2 separate regions of the Rattus norvegicus genome follow, and region 2 is linked to region 1. The links are chromatin contacts, called in public Hi-C maps. All regions are on one chromosome and are shown on one strand. The core of a region is the stretch at or near the end of the contact, and the rest is flanking DNA. Distances in the headings are between cores, read along the strand shown.

Evidence for each region. A called contact is a pair of places that touch in the nucleus more often than the background predicts.
Region 2: a Hi-C map of the A7r5 cell line shows a contact between it and region 1, with 4 times the contacts expected there. The contact joins two enhancer-like sites. A contact is called at or near these places in 3 of 12 Hi-C or Micro-C datasets (the A7r5 cell line, the Rat2 cell line and mammary epithelial cells).

What each region holds. Positions count from the first base shown.
Region 1 is chr12:39,607,010-39,613,195 of GRCr8, forward strand. No RefSeq gene overlaps it. Among named protein-coding and RNA genes, the nearest start is that of Ift81, 8.5 kb to the right of the region's middle. Within about 2 kb of position 3,807, at least 35 of the 93 cell types and tissues checked have an H3K27ac peak or open chromatin away from gene starts, as enhancers often do. A contact at or near this core is called in the A7r5 cell line, where this site is marked.
Region 2 is chr12:39,750,143-39,756,328 of GRCr8, forward strand. All of the region lies in intron 5 of Atp2a2 (ATPase sarcoplasmic/endoplasmic reticulum Ca2+ transporting 2), which reads left to right. Among named protein-coding and RNA genes, the nearest start is that of Atp2a2, 20 kb to the left of the region's middle. Within about 2 kb of position 2,624, at least 2 of the 93 cell types and tissues checked have an H3K27ac peak or open chromatin away from gene starts, as enhancers often do. A contact at or near this core is called in the A7r5 cell line, where this site is marked.

The DNA.
Region 1 (6,186 bases), core at 2,557-5,056:
AGATGGCTGCTGTGCTACTGACAGTCCCCGCTCCCTAACCCACCCACCCCTGCCCCCAACCTCAACCGTTTTCTAGAGATTGAGGTTTAGGCGCCTTTCTTCTGGTCTTCCCATTCAGCTCCAGCGCTGTATTATGTGGTTCAAATTCTCTGTGTACCAGTTTCAAGGAGACCCAGGGAGGTTGAATCCAGGAGGCTCAACATGGATGCAAAAGTCCATTTGAAAGAAGAAAAAGCATTTAAGGGTGACCTTCCCCAAAAAGAGGGCTTGCCTCAGGAGCACTGTAAGTAGCAAACATTTTTCTGTTTTAATAAGAGAACAGCTCATCCAGCATTCAGTCCCTTTCCTGATAACATCAGTCAACCGTCCTTGAGAGGAGTTATTGTTAATCCTTTGTCCATTCCTCTAGTTCTGGCCTGTTCCCCGATTTCTGGTGATAGGCTCCCAGAAGGTGGCCACATGACTACATCAGGCCAATCAGGACCAAGGAGGTTCAATTTTGTTTGTTCAGACGGTCTGCAAGCGGCAGTCCTGTTGGATTTGAAGCTAAACAGGATTTGAGAGCTGTCAATTATCTTGCCATTATGAATATATTGGTTGCTTATCTATAGGGCCAAGGGGATGGAGATGTGTCTCAGGAGCTCAGGCGCTCAGGAGCTCAGGAGCTCAGGAGCGCAAGGCCCTGCCTCATTAGGGTTAAGGTAAGGGTAAGGGTTAGGGTTAGGGTTAGGCTTAGGGTTAGGGTTAGGGTTAGGGTTAGGGTTAGGGTTAGGGTTTGGTTAGGGTTGGGTTGGGTTAGGGTTAGGGTTAGGGTTCTGGGTTGTTCCCTTGCACAGAATCAACCCAGTGTGGTGTGGATGCCTGTAATGGCTTCACTTGGAAAGTACACACAGGGATATCAGAAGTTCAAAGTTGGGGCTGGAGAGATGGCTCAGTGGTTTAGTGCACTGATGCTCTTCCAGAGGTTCTGAGTTCAATTCCCAGCAACCACATGATGCCTCACAATCATCTAAATGGGATCTGATGTCCTCTTCTGGTGTGTCTGAAGACAGTGTACTGATATAAATAAAATAAATCTTTTTTTAAAAAAAGTTCAAAGTTGTACTCAGCTACGCAGCAAATCAAATTGTCATTTATTCTATGTGAGTTTGTGTTTTTGAGATAGGGTTTGTTGGTGTAGCTCATATGGTATTGAACTCATGGTCCTCTTGCTTCAGCCTGGTGACTACCGGGAATTCAAGCGTATAACCCATCACTACTCTGTTGCCTATCTTTGCATACACAAGTTTTAGTTAATTTCTTTCCTGTGGGATGTCAGAGCAGCTCAGCGGATAGGAGTGCTTGCTACACAAGCCTGTAAGACCTGAGAGAGTTCCGTCTCCCAAAACTCACAGTGGAAAGACAGAGCCAGCTTCTAAAGGATAGCCCCTGGCCACACATGTATGTTTAGCATGTGTGCTCCTGCACTCAAACACATCAGACACACAATAATTATAAGCGAACTAAACACTTCTGTCTTGTGCAGCAAAAGCTCGAATCCATTTTGTTGCTAAAAGTAAAGGGTAGGGGGGAGTATCAGGACTAAGTCAGAAGGGGCTGGCTGTTCCGCGGGCCAACCAGCTGTGCGAGCACCAGTTCTGCTCCTCCCTCCAGGTTCAATGCTGGGAATTAGGGGAAATAACCCATACCTTTGGGGGGAGGGGTGGAAGGAGTGACTGACTCTTTGTAGCTGACAGCGCCTCATGGATGTGATGAGAAATATAAATGTAAAAAAAAAAATTCTTCTGAAATGTCAGGGATAATTTTAGAGATCCCAGAAGGGCGGCAAATCGGAAAGTAAACACAAGCACTGCAGGAGCTAACAGGCCACGGGAAGAAGTGAGGTGACCGTAGGGATAAGAAAGCTCCCCAACTTCCTATTGGTTCCTTTTTGATCTCCTTCCCTTACAGTGAATGTAACCACTGGGCCATGCTTTGTGACTGCTAACTCCTGTCTCCTCCTGGGATTCTGATTCTGAGAGCGCTGTCACCTCCAAGTTCTTGCTAAAGCCACCCTTTCACTCTCCTGGGGACCAACCTGTGCAGCCCTTCTGCTGCCAGAACTGTGATTCCTGGTACCTGTGTACCCCTAGCAGGAGGCCAAATGCCTTTGGTAAACTGATGGCAGGCAGAGGCTCCACCCACCCTCTCCTTGCCCCGCCTACTATCCCTTCCTTCTTGGTTTCAGGTGTTTGAACACTCTTAGTCCCTAAGCTGGAACTGCCATTTTAGAAGGCTGTAGAAAATCTAGGCGGTGGGGCGTGGCTTGAGGAAGTGCGTCACTGGAGGCGGGGCCTTGAGATTTGATAGGAAGATCCTTCTTCCTATCCAATCTCTTCCTGTTTGCAGGTGCAGTGTCACCAGTTGCCTCACCAAAATAAACTCTTCCTCCCTTAAGTTACTTCTTGTCACGTACTTTGGTCATGGCGACAAGAAAAGAAAGAATATGAACTTCTGACCCTTCACAGCTCCCTTCCGGGTTCGTTCCTTCCTTGCTTCTTAGAGGATCCAAATGGCCAGAGCCCCTCTCTTCGAGGAGTTGAGCTCAGGGAGGGTTTCAGTCATCCAAACTCATGACCGTCCGTTCCTCAAGAGACAGAGTTCTACTCTGTAGTGATTAGGATCACAGGTTTAGGATCAGGGTATGAAGGCTACTCGCGATCACGTGACCCTTAGGAGCCTCTTCGCTCACTCTGCACCTCCTCTTCCCCAGCTCCTCAATCAGTGATTCTCAGCCGGGGACAGGGCTTGGCATCTCCTGTCCCCAAGACATTTGCCGTCAGATGGAGATAACTCTTCGTCATGATGGGTCCAAAAAGAAGCGTGGAGGAGAGGTCCGAGATAACCGCTGAACATCCAACAGTAACGAAAGAGCCCTCCGCAACAGGCAAGCCAGCCTCAATGTCTACCATGGCCAGGTTGAAACGCCCTGTGTTAAACGGAGATATTCCTGGGGGGTACTGGAAGAGCTGTCTTCAGAACCGACGGATTGTCATTCTGCCTCCTTTCAACTTCCCGAGTCCACCATGGTAGCGGCCGACGATGCTCAACCAATGTTCTGCATCAGTAATGAACACAGGCAGAGTTAAGCAAATATTTTTTTTAAAAGATTTATTTATTTATTATATATGAGTACACTGTTGCTGTTTTCAGATACACCAGAAGAGGGCATCAGATCTCATTACAGATGGTTGTGAGCCACCATGTGGTTGCTGGGATTTGAACTCAGGACCTCTGGAAGAGCAGTCAGTGCTCTTAACCACTGAGCCGTCTCTCCAGCCCCAAGCAAATATTTTTAATTGTTGAAATATCTGTCAAGTCTTTCCAGCCCCTGGATCAACCAACACCTAGAAATAAGAGAGTCTCAGTATTTGTTGAGTGGCTGGGTTTTTGTTGTTGTTGTTTGTTTTTTAATTTTATTACCCACTAATGTATGTGCTTTGGGAGAATTACTGGAAACTCATAAGAGACAAGCCTGGTCTCTTTTCTCCTTGTGTTCTGCGACAAGGTATATGGTTCACCAAAGAAACGACTTCAAAACGCCGAGACCTCTGTCAGCCAGCCATGGGGGGTGGGGGCCAGAAACCAAGTTGTGGAGAGTTTTGGATGAAGGTCTTGCTCCGTTTAGGCAAAAAAAAAAAAAAAAAGGAAAGCCAGGCCAGCTTTGTGCAGCCTCGCTGTGAAACGAGAGCTGTTTTCTGGGCCCAGAACCTGCTCTGTCCCATGTTTAATTTCTTCCAGCTGTCTGGTATCTGACCTCTGCCGCCCTCTAAGCCATTGCCACATATTGTCTGCCTATGTTCCCATATAAGGCCATCTAGCTCTCTCCCTCCCTCTTGTCCTCTCCCTCTCTCTCTCTCTCTCTTTCTCTTTCTCAGGGTTGGCCAGCAACACTGCTAGCCCAGCCTCCCCCTTCCCCCACTCCCTGGCAGCCTCTGCTGCCTGGATGGAGGGCTGAGAGCGGGAAGGGGCAGGGGGCTGCCAAGGAATGCGGCAGGTTTATTTTTACTCAAGCTGAATTCTTTGCCTGGCCCGCAGGCCTCAGCCACTCGGGGATGTCACATGCCGATAAAGTAGCAGGGTGACTGAGATCTGTGGCTCAAATCTACAACACCCCAGGTGTGAGCCACCATCATCCTGGAGTTGGGGTGGAGGGGAGGGAACGGGCAGGGACACCGAGGTCATGGGATTCACTGGTTCCCATTGCTCTGGGGCCTGTTCCCAGAAGGCAAGTTTGGTCTTTCTGAGAAGCAAGGTTAGGGCCTGAGATCTGTAACCACCAAGGCCTCACTCTGGGCAAAACTCAACACCTGCTGGGATGTGGGGTGAAGCTAGGTCTCTGAGTGAACTGAGTGGCCTTGCGACCCTTGGAGACCTCGCTCTTGTTTTCTTCTCGATCAAAATAGCAACGGTACATCTGTTTGATGCTATTATGTTGTGCTAAGGAAAGCACGCTCTACCCAGCAGGACTTCTGGTCTGTCTTGTTCTGTATTTTTTGTGGCAGTGGCACTTGTGTTAGTCATGCCTGGCACACAGTAGGCAGGCAAATGTGTACAAGGCAACGCCATGAAACAACGTTTTTGTTTAGTGGCACCCAAGAAATATTAACTGATTTGACCGTAGCCCATTTTTGTGTCCCTGGGCATCTGCCAGATACCAGTTAAGTGCCAGGTCATTTTAGGTCCTGAACAATGTAAGAGTGAACAAGGCAGAGAGGGCTGGAAGGAGGCTCAGTGGTTAGAATGCTCGCTTGCTCAATATGTGTCCTTTGGGATGGGTTCTTCCCCTCAGCACAGCGTCCTCCCGGTTCATCCATGGTGCAGCCTGTACCAGTACTCCGTGGGTGTGTGTTCGTATACACAGGTGTGTGCAGGTGCATCTGTGTGCCCAGACTGATGGAAGCCAGAGATCAGTGTCCACTGTCTCTTTCTTTCTGTTTTCAGGCTTACTCTGTGTAGCCCTGGCTGTCCTGGAACTCACTCTGCAAGACAAGGCTGGCCTCGAACTCACAGTGATCCTCCTGACTCTGCCTCCCAAGTGCTGCATTAAAGGCAGATGCCACCATTGCCCAGCCCTACCTTTTTGTTTTTTCCAATATGGTCTCTCACTGAACACGGTGCCCATCATTTTGGCCTAGACCGACTAACCAATGATCTCCAAGCATCCTCCTGATTCTCCCTCCCATGCTTGGCATCTCCTCACGGATTATGAAGATTTAAATCAAGTCCTTATACCTGCACAGCAAGCACCTCACTGAGCCATCCCTCCAGCCCCTAAGTTCTCTGTTTCATTTTTTAAAGGAAGACTCTCGTTTTACTGTACTCACACACCAACCATGGTTTCCTTGTTCATTCATTGGCTTACCCATCATTTGGGTTCTGTCATTCCATCTGTGGCCCTATCAAAGACTTTGCCTTGATGTCATCGGTTCAGGAGACTGAGAAGGTCTCGGTCACGTGAAGGATGAAGCCCATCTGTGTCCTTCTGTTCCTGGCCTCTTCTCACCCCCTCCCACCTTCCCAACAACCTTTTCCCGCATGGTTCTGAGTTTTCTGATGGCCCCAAATGCAGCTCTATCGCCAGCTACCCTTAAATACTCCCCCTGAATTCTATAAATACACCAAACATTAAGCTCGGGAAAAGAAGAAGATGAGAGAAAAAAATAGCACCGGCGAAGCATCCAGAACGAAAATACACTTTTGCTTTCCCATCACCAGCCAACGGTTTTGATCCATCTTCCTCTGCTCTGAAGTATGGGCTTGGGTTTCTTTTTTTCTCAACCATTAGCCCCACGTGGGTAGGAGACAAGGCTGCCTGGGCTGGGCGTAGCAATGCACACCTGTAATCCCATGCCTGAGACAAGAAAATTATGAGTTCAAGGTCAGCCTGGGTTCTGAGGTTCTAGCTCAGAAAAGGAGGGGAGGGGAGGCAGGTAAACGTGCTCGCCACACAAGCCCGATGTCCTGGATCCAATCCCCTGAACCCACAAAAGGTTGGATATGGAGGCCCCCTTCTGTAACCCCAGGACTCCCATCTTGGGATGGAAGGTAGAGACAGGAAAGTTGTCCCAAAGCCCACAGGTCAGGTATCCTGGAGAATGAAGAAACAAGAGAGTTACTACTTAATGAGTCAGAAAGGAGGAACTG
Region 2 (6,186 bases), core at 1,374-3,873, 140 kb after region 1:
TGCTTCCTAGGCAAGCGCTCTACCACTGAGCTAAATCCCCAACCCTGCAAAACCTTTTTTAAAGCAATCACTTAAAAAGTGTAAAAATAAGATGGAGACTCATTTCTGTGATCCAAGCACTTAGTTTACCACTAGTTGGGGTGGGGGTTGGTAATTTTGTTGTTTGTTTTTCTAGGCAGGGGGTCTCTGCATAGATAAACCTAGAATTCTATGTAGATGAGGCTGGCCTGTGAACTCATAGGTGCCTCTGCCCCCGAGTGCTGGGATTAAAGGCATACATGACCATGTCCCCCCTATTGTTTATCTTGCATTATGGGTGTTTCGCCTGAGTATAGGTGCCTGCAGAAGCCAGAAGAATACATTGGATCCTTTGAGACTGGAATAACAGATGGATAACTGTATGAGCTTCTATATGGGTACTAGGGATTGAACCTAGGTCCTGTGGAAGAGGAGTTCCTAACCCCCGAGCCAGAGTTAGGCATCTCCCCAGCCCTGTTTTTAAGTACAAAAACAAAGGCTATTTGGTTGGTTTTGTTTAGAGCAAAGCCTAACTTTATGGGCAGGTTGATTATTTAAGTCTGAAGTGGAGCTGGGTGGTTTCTGAATTTCTAAAAGTTCCTACTGTCCCAGGATGCTGTTTTTGTTTTAAAATGACTACAGCTTTTGCAGAATACCAAAGTTCTGTTCACAGCTTCCATTCCATGGATTCCTCTGGTGTCTGTACGTAGTACATATAAATTCAGACAGGCATATGTGTGAGCGCGCACACAGAAAACAAATAAAAAGAAAAAAATAGTTTTCCAAGATACGTACGATTCACTGTTTTGCCCTGGTTGGCCTGGAGCACAGATGATCTGCCTCTTCCAGAGCATAAATGTGGATTCTGTCATGCAGATCATACTAATTTTAAGTATAGTTTAAACAGTAATTACCGTGGATAAGCAATTTATGGTTAAGCAATTTAATGAGATATTAGTTTTTTATTCACAGAAAAGGTGTGTGTGCGCGCTTGCTTGCTCTTTCACCCCAAGAGGGCCTTCTGATCCACCATGTGGGTGCTGGGATTTGAATTCAGGATCTCTTAAAGAGAAAACCAGTGTTCTTAATTTCTAAGCCATCTCTCCAGAATGTAGGGTTTTATGTGTTTATAATTGTCAAACTGGACCAGAAAGATGCATAGCAAGTGCTTTATGCACTGAGCCATCTTTCTGGTCCGCACCCACATAAAACATGGGGATGCATGGCCTCTCTCCTTTGATCCTGTTACTCTAGCAGGCAAGCAAAGGACCCCACACCAAGTTGGCTACACTAGTTGAGGTGAGCTCTAGGTTCAACATGGGATTCACTCAGTAAATAAAATGGGGAATGGTTGAGGATGACATCTGATGTGAACCTCAGACTTCCACATACATATCTGTCCTGTCCCCTTATTTATTTATTTATTCATTTATTCATTTACTTATTTATTGTGGTAAAGATTTATTTATTGTATATGAGTACACGGTAGCTGTCTTCCTCAGACACACCAGAAGAGGGCATCGGATCCCATCACAGATGGTTGTGAGCCATCATGTGGCTGCTGGGATTTGAACTTAGGACCTGTGGAAGAGCAGTCAGTGCTCTAACCACTGAGCCATCTCTCCAGCCCCCCAAATTTTTTTAAAAGTCAAACTTATATTTTAAAAAAAGGGCAAGAAAAACAACCTAGTAAAGTGTGAAGCGTGTTTGTTTTCCTTCAGCTTTCCCTCTGTGAAGTTGTTTCACAGTGAGGATGTAGAGAACAGAGCTGCCTAGAGATAATAAAGGTCAGGGCATCTAGACTCAGGCAGTAACACTGGAAATAATAACTGGGTTGTTTGTACAAATAAAGTCGTAAATTCTTCATGTTAGCATGTATGTTAAGCAAAGCAAGGACTGGAGTTGAGCTCAGCTCAGGTCATACTCTTGAAAAGACCCTCAGTTAAGTCCTGGCACCCAGTTTGGGAACCTCACAATTGCCTGTAACTCAGCTCCAGGAAGATCCCACGCCTCTGGCCTCCTCAGTATCCTGCACACAGCACACACATGCGCATAGATAAAAATAAAGCTTAAGAAAAAAGAAGAGCCATGACTCCCAGTTGGAGCACTGGCTGCTCCTGCAGAAGACTCATTCCTTTCCCAACACCCATTTGATGGCTCAGAAAAAAGTAACTCGGTTCAAGAGTCTCTGGCACCCAGGTCCAGGGCATCCAACATGTCTTGGCCTCTGCAGACAACAGACACACATGAGATAAATGCAAGTCTCTTTTGATGGGGCAAAATACTCTTTTTTTTTTTTTTTAATTTTTTTTTTTTTAACTTTTCTATTTTTCGGAGCTGGGGACCCAACCCAGGGCCTTGCGCTTGCTAGGCAAGCGCTCTACCACTGAGCTAAACCCCCAACCCGCAAAATACTTTTTAAAAGTAAGTGTAGATATATTAAGCAGAGTCTTTGAGGTCAAAACCCTTTAACATTGGGAGGACAGGTCATAAGACTGAGAGATGAAGCACTAAGGGAGGTTCCCCCGCCCCCAACCCCTCAGACCGGGACAGACCAGTTGATCTTGAAGCTTGACCTGATTACATGGGGCTGGCATTTCCTGATTTCCCGTAGTTACACCCCCACTGCATGACTCAGTAGTACTCACAGTGTCACTTTCCCATTCTTGACACTGAGGTTAAGATGGGGGGGTTAAAACCGTGGGAAGCAAAGGCTTACCTTTCCTGAGGTACTGAGACTTGAAAAATACGGTGTTTTAGCTTTGCTTGTGTTAGAACATTTAGAGGATTGGGATTTGGAGAAAGTGGCTGGGACATGAGAATAGAATGTGATTTCTGCTTCCATGAACTAATGCGCCCTCCAGAAGTAAACGATGCGGCTCATAGCTCAGCATTTCAGGGTTTTCTGAATGTGCGCTAGAACTCTGCCTGCTGACTGAACTACATATCCAGCCCGTCCTCTCTTCATTTTCAGACCTCGTCTCACTCAGGTGTCCGTGCCCACCTCAGCCTCCTGAGTTAGTGTTAATACCAACCTGTACCACTAGGCTGAGCTTCTGAAGTCTCTTACCTGTCTGTTTTCTCCATCAGTAAACACTTTATTTAGCTTCCTCTAGGTGCCAGGTGTGGTGAGCCAGCAAAACGTCATGTCTAGTAAGAAGCTATTGGAATTTTTTTTTTTTTTTCCTTTTTTTCGGAGCTGAGGACCGAACCCAGGGCCTTGCACTTGCTAGGCAAGCGCTCTACCGCTGAGCTAAATCCCCAACCCTTTTGGAATATTTTTATAAAGACATTTCATATTTGTGTTTTAAAAGAAAACCCCCCCCCCCGGGCTGGAGAGATGGCTCAGCGGTTAAGAGCACCCGACTGCTCTTCCATAGGTCATGAGTTCAATTCCCAGCAACCACATGGTGGCTCACAACCATCTGTAAAGAGATCCGATGCCCTCTTCTGGTGTATCTGAAGACAGCTACAGTGTACTTATATATAATAAATAAATAAATAAATCTTTAAAAAAAAAAAAAAAAAAAGAAACCCCCCCCAAAGCTACCATGGGAACAGATTCATAGTGCTGTGATGCTTTGTAATGTTTCTCCCTTGTTCATGCTGAGACCTATGACAGCTTAAGGAAATGGGGCTTTCAAAAGTAAAGAATGCCATTTTTTTCTATATAACCAGAAAAATTTAAGAAATATAAATTAGCATTCAGGAGACAGAAGCAGGCAGATCTCATGAGTTTGAGGCCAGCCTGATTTACAGAGCAGATTTTAGGGTAGCCAAGGCTACACAGTGAAACCCTGTCTCAAAAAACAACAGAAAAAATTTATTACAACTTGTTTCAAGAGCCATTTCATTCATAAGACAGCTTCTGATCTTACTTTTTGAAAGGGCTTCTTAAAGTTATATATGTATATATTTTAGTGTACATAAAATTGATTAATAAAAGTTTGCTTGCTAGTAAGTTAGCTCTTTTGATAAAAGTTCCTGTGCTAAGCCTGACAACCTAGTTGGATTTCTGGGGCGTGGTAGAAAGAGAGAACTGATTTCTGTACGTTGTCATTTGACTTCTACTTAAAGACTGGTACGGCATACAACTAAATAATAAAAATGTAATTAAAATTTAAAAAAAATTTGTTTAGGGTTGGGGATTTAGCTCAGTGGTAGAGCGCTTGCCTAGCAAGCGCAAGGCCCTGGGTTCAGTCCCCAGCTCCAAAAAAAAGAAAAGAAAAAAAATTTTTTGAGACAGGGTTACTTGGTGGAGCCCTGGCTGTCCTGTAACTCACTCTGTAGACCAGGCTAGCCTCAAACTCAGTTCCTCTACCTTCCAAGTGCTTGGGACTATAGGCATGCACCACACACCCAGCTAAAATAAGAATACTTTTTATTCACCTACATACGTGTATGTTTAAACTATTTTCCTTGTGTGTATCATTTATGTTTAGGTAGAAAAAGATGTTTACACATCCTTAATGCTCCTTGTAGGGCAAAGAAAACTTCCATTCCTTTGTAAATTATGCAAAATAATAATTTTTTAAAACTTACTCTTAACTGTATTCTTGGTTGCCTAACCTTTAAATTGTATTTTTGTTCAGAGTGAAAATCAGTATTGTTATGGAAAGGAAAGGGCTAAGAACTTAAGGAGCCAAGAATTACATGTGAGCAGTGTCAGGTGTTAGCAAATGGAAGGAGGTTTATAACAGATACTCTCATTCTTCCTGCCTCAATCCAAAGAGGAAAAAAAATGTGGAGGAAAAAATTGCAGAGCACTCCCTTGGCAAGAATAAGAACTTTCCACTACCGAGTGCCCTCAGGCACTGACAAGCCCATTAGGGAACATTACTGGATGTGATCAGCAGTGTTGCCTTGCCTGCTTCCCAGGCACAGCCGTCTGAAACTCACAGAAGCCTGTGCTGTAAAGGAAATTGATATATTTTTTTCCTTTATAAAAGCCCCCCCCCCCCCACTGGAGCTGGGGACCGAACCCAGAGCCTTGCGCTTGCTAGACAAGCACTTTATCACTGAGCTAAATCCCCAACCCCTATTTTTTTCCCTTTAAAAAAATATGAGGGGCTGGGGATTTAGCTCAGTGGTAGAGCGCTTACCTAGGAAGCACAAGGCCCTGGGTTCGGTTCCCAGCTCCGAAAAAAAGAACCAAAAAAAAATATATATATATATATGAGACAGGTCCTACTTTCATAGATTTTTTTTTTTTTTATTTTAAACTCCTTAGTAGATCTGTTTCCAGATGTGCCAACCAGATTGACCCTTAGCAGAAGATGTGAAGTAGTCATAGCAAGTTAGAGAAGTCTCTCATTCATTGAGCTTCCTGAGGTAAAACTCTATTTACTTCCTGGCCTTGGTGAAACAAGGTCATGGGTTGGCCAAGTTGATGCAAAAAAATGCTAGCACATGGTACGTTATGACAACTAACCTGGGCATACTTCTTCATGCCTGTCCACAAAGACGGTCTAGTAATGTGAACAGCATAATCCTACAACTTTTTTTTTTTTTTTTTTTTTTTTTTTTTTTTTGGTTCTTTTTTTCGGAGCTGGGGACTGAACCCAGGGCCTTGCGCTTCCTAGGTAAGCGCTCTACCACTGAGCTAAATCCCCAGCCCCAATCCTACAACTTTAAGATGCCACTTTCTAAGTGCTAAGCAGTTGGGCTTCCCCTCTGGAAGCCAGTATTTCTGGTGTGCAAGAGAATGGAATGGAGACAGTTCTAAACAAGCTCTTCAGAATCTGAACCTGTGGTTACGAGTATTTTCCCCACACTAGCTTTGTTTTTTAAATGTATTTCTGTGTGTGGGTGTGGTGTGGTGTATGTGCACACCAGAACGGTTAGAGAACAAGTTAGGAAGAGTTCATTGTCTCCTATAGGCATGGTTCTGGGGATTAGACTTCCAGTTGTCAGGCTTGCTGGCGGTCGATTTTACCTGCTGAGTCATCTTGCTAACCCTCCTTGTATTAAATTTTTTTTTTCTTTTTTTTTTTTCGGAGCTGGGGACCGAACCCAGGGCCTTGCGCTTGCTAGGCAAGTGCTCTACCGCTGAGCTAAATCCCCAACCCCTAATTTTAACACTTGATCTTAGCATGTGAGTCAGCAGAGGGAAATGGTCAAATAGATTCAGTCAGCCCTGTCGGCCTGAGACTCACTGTCTATGTGAAT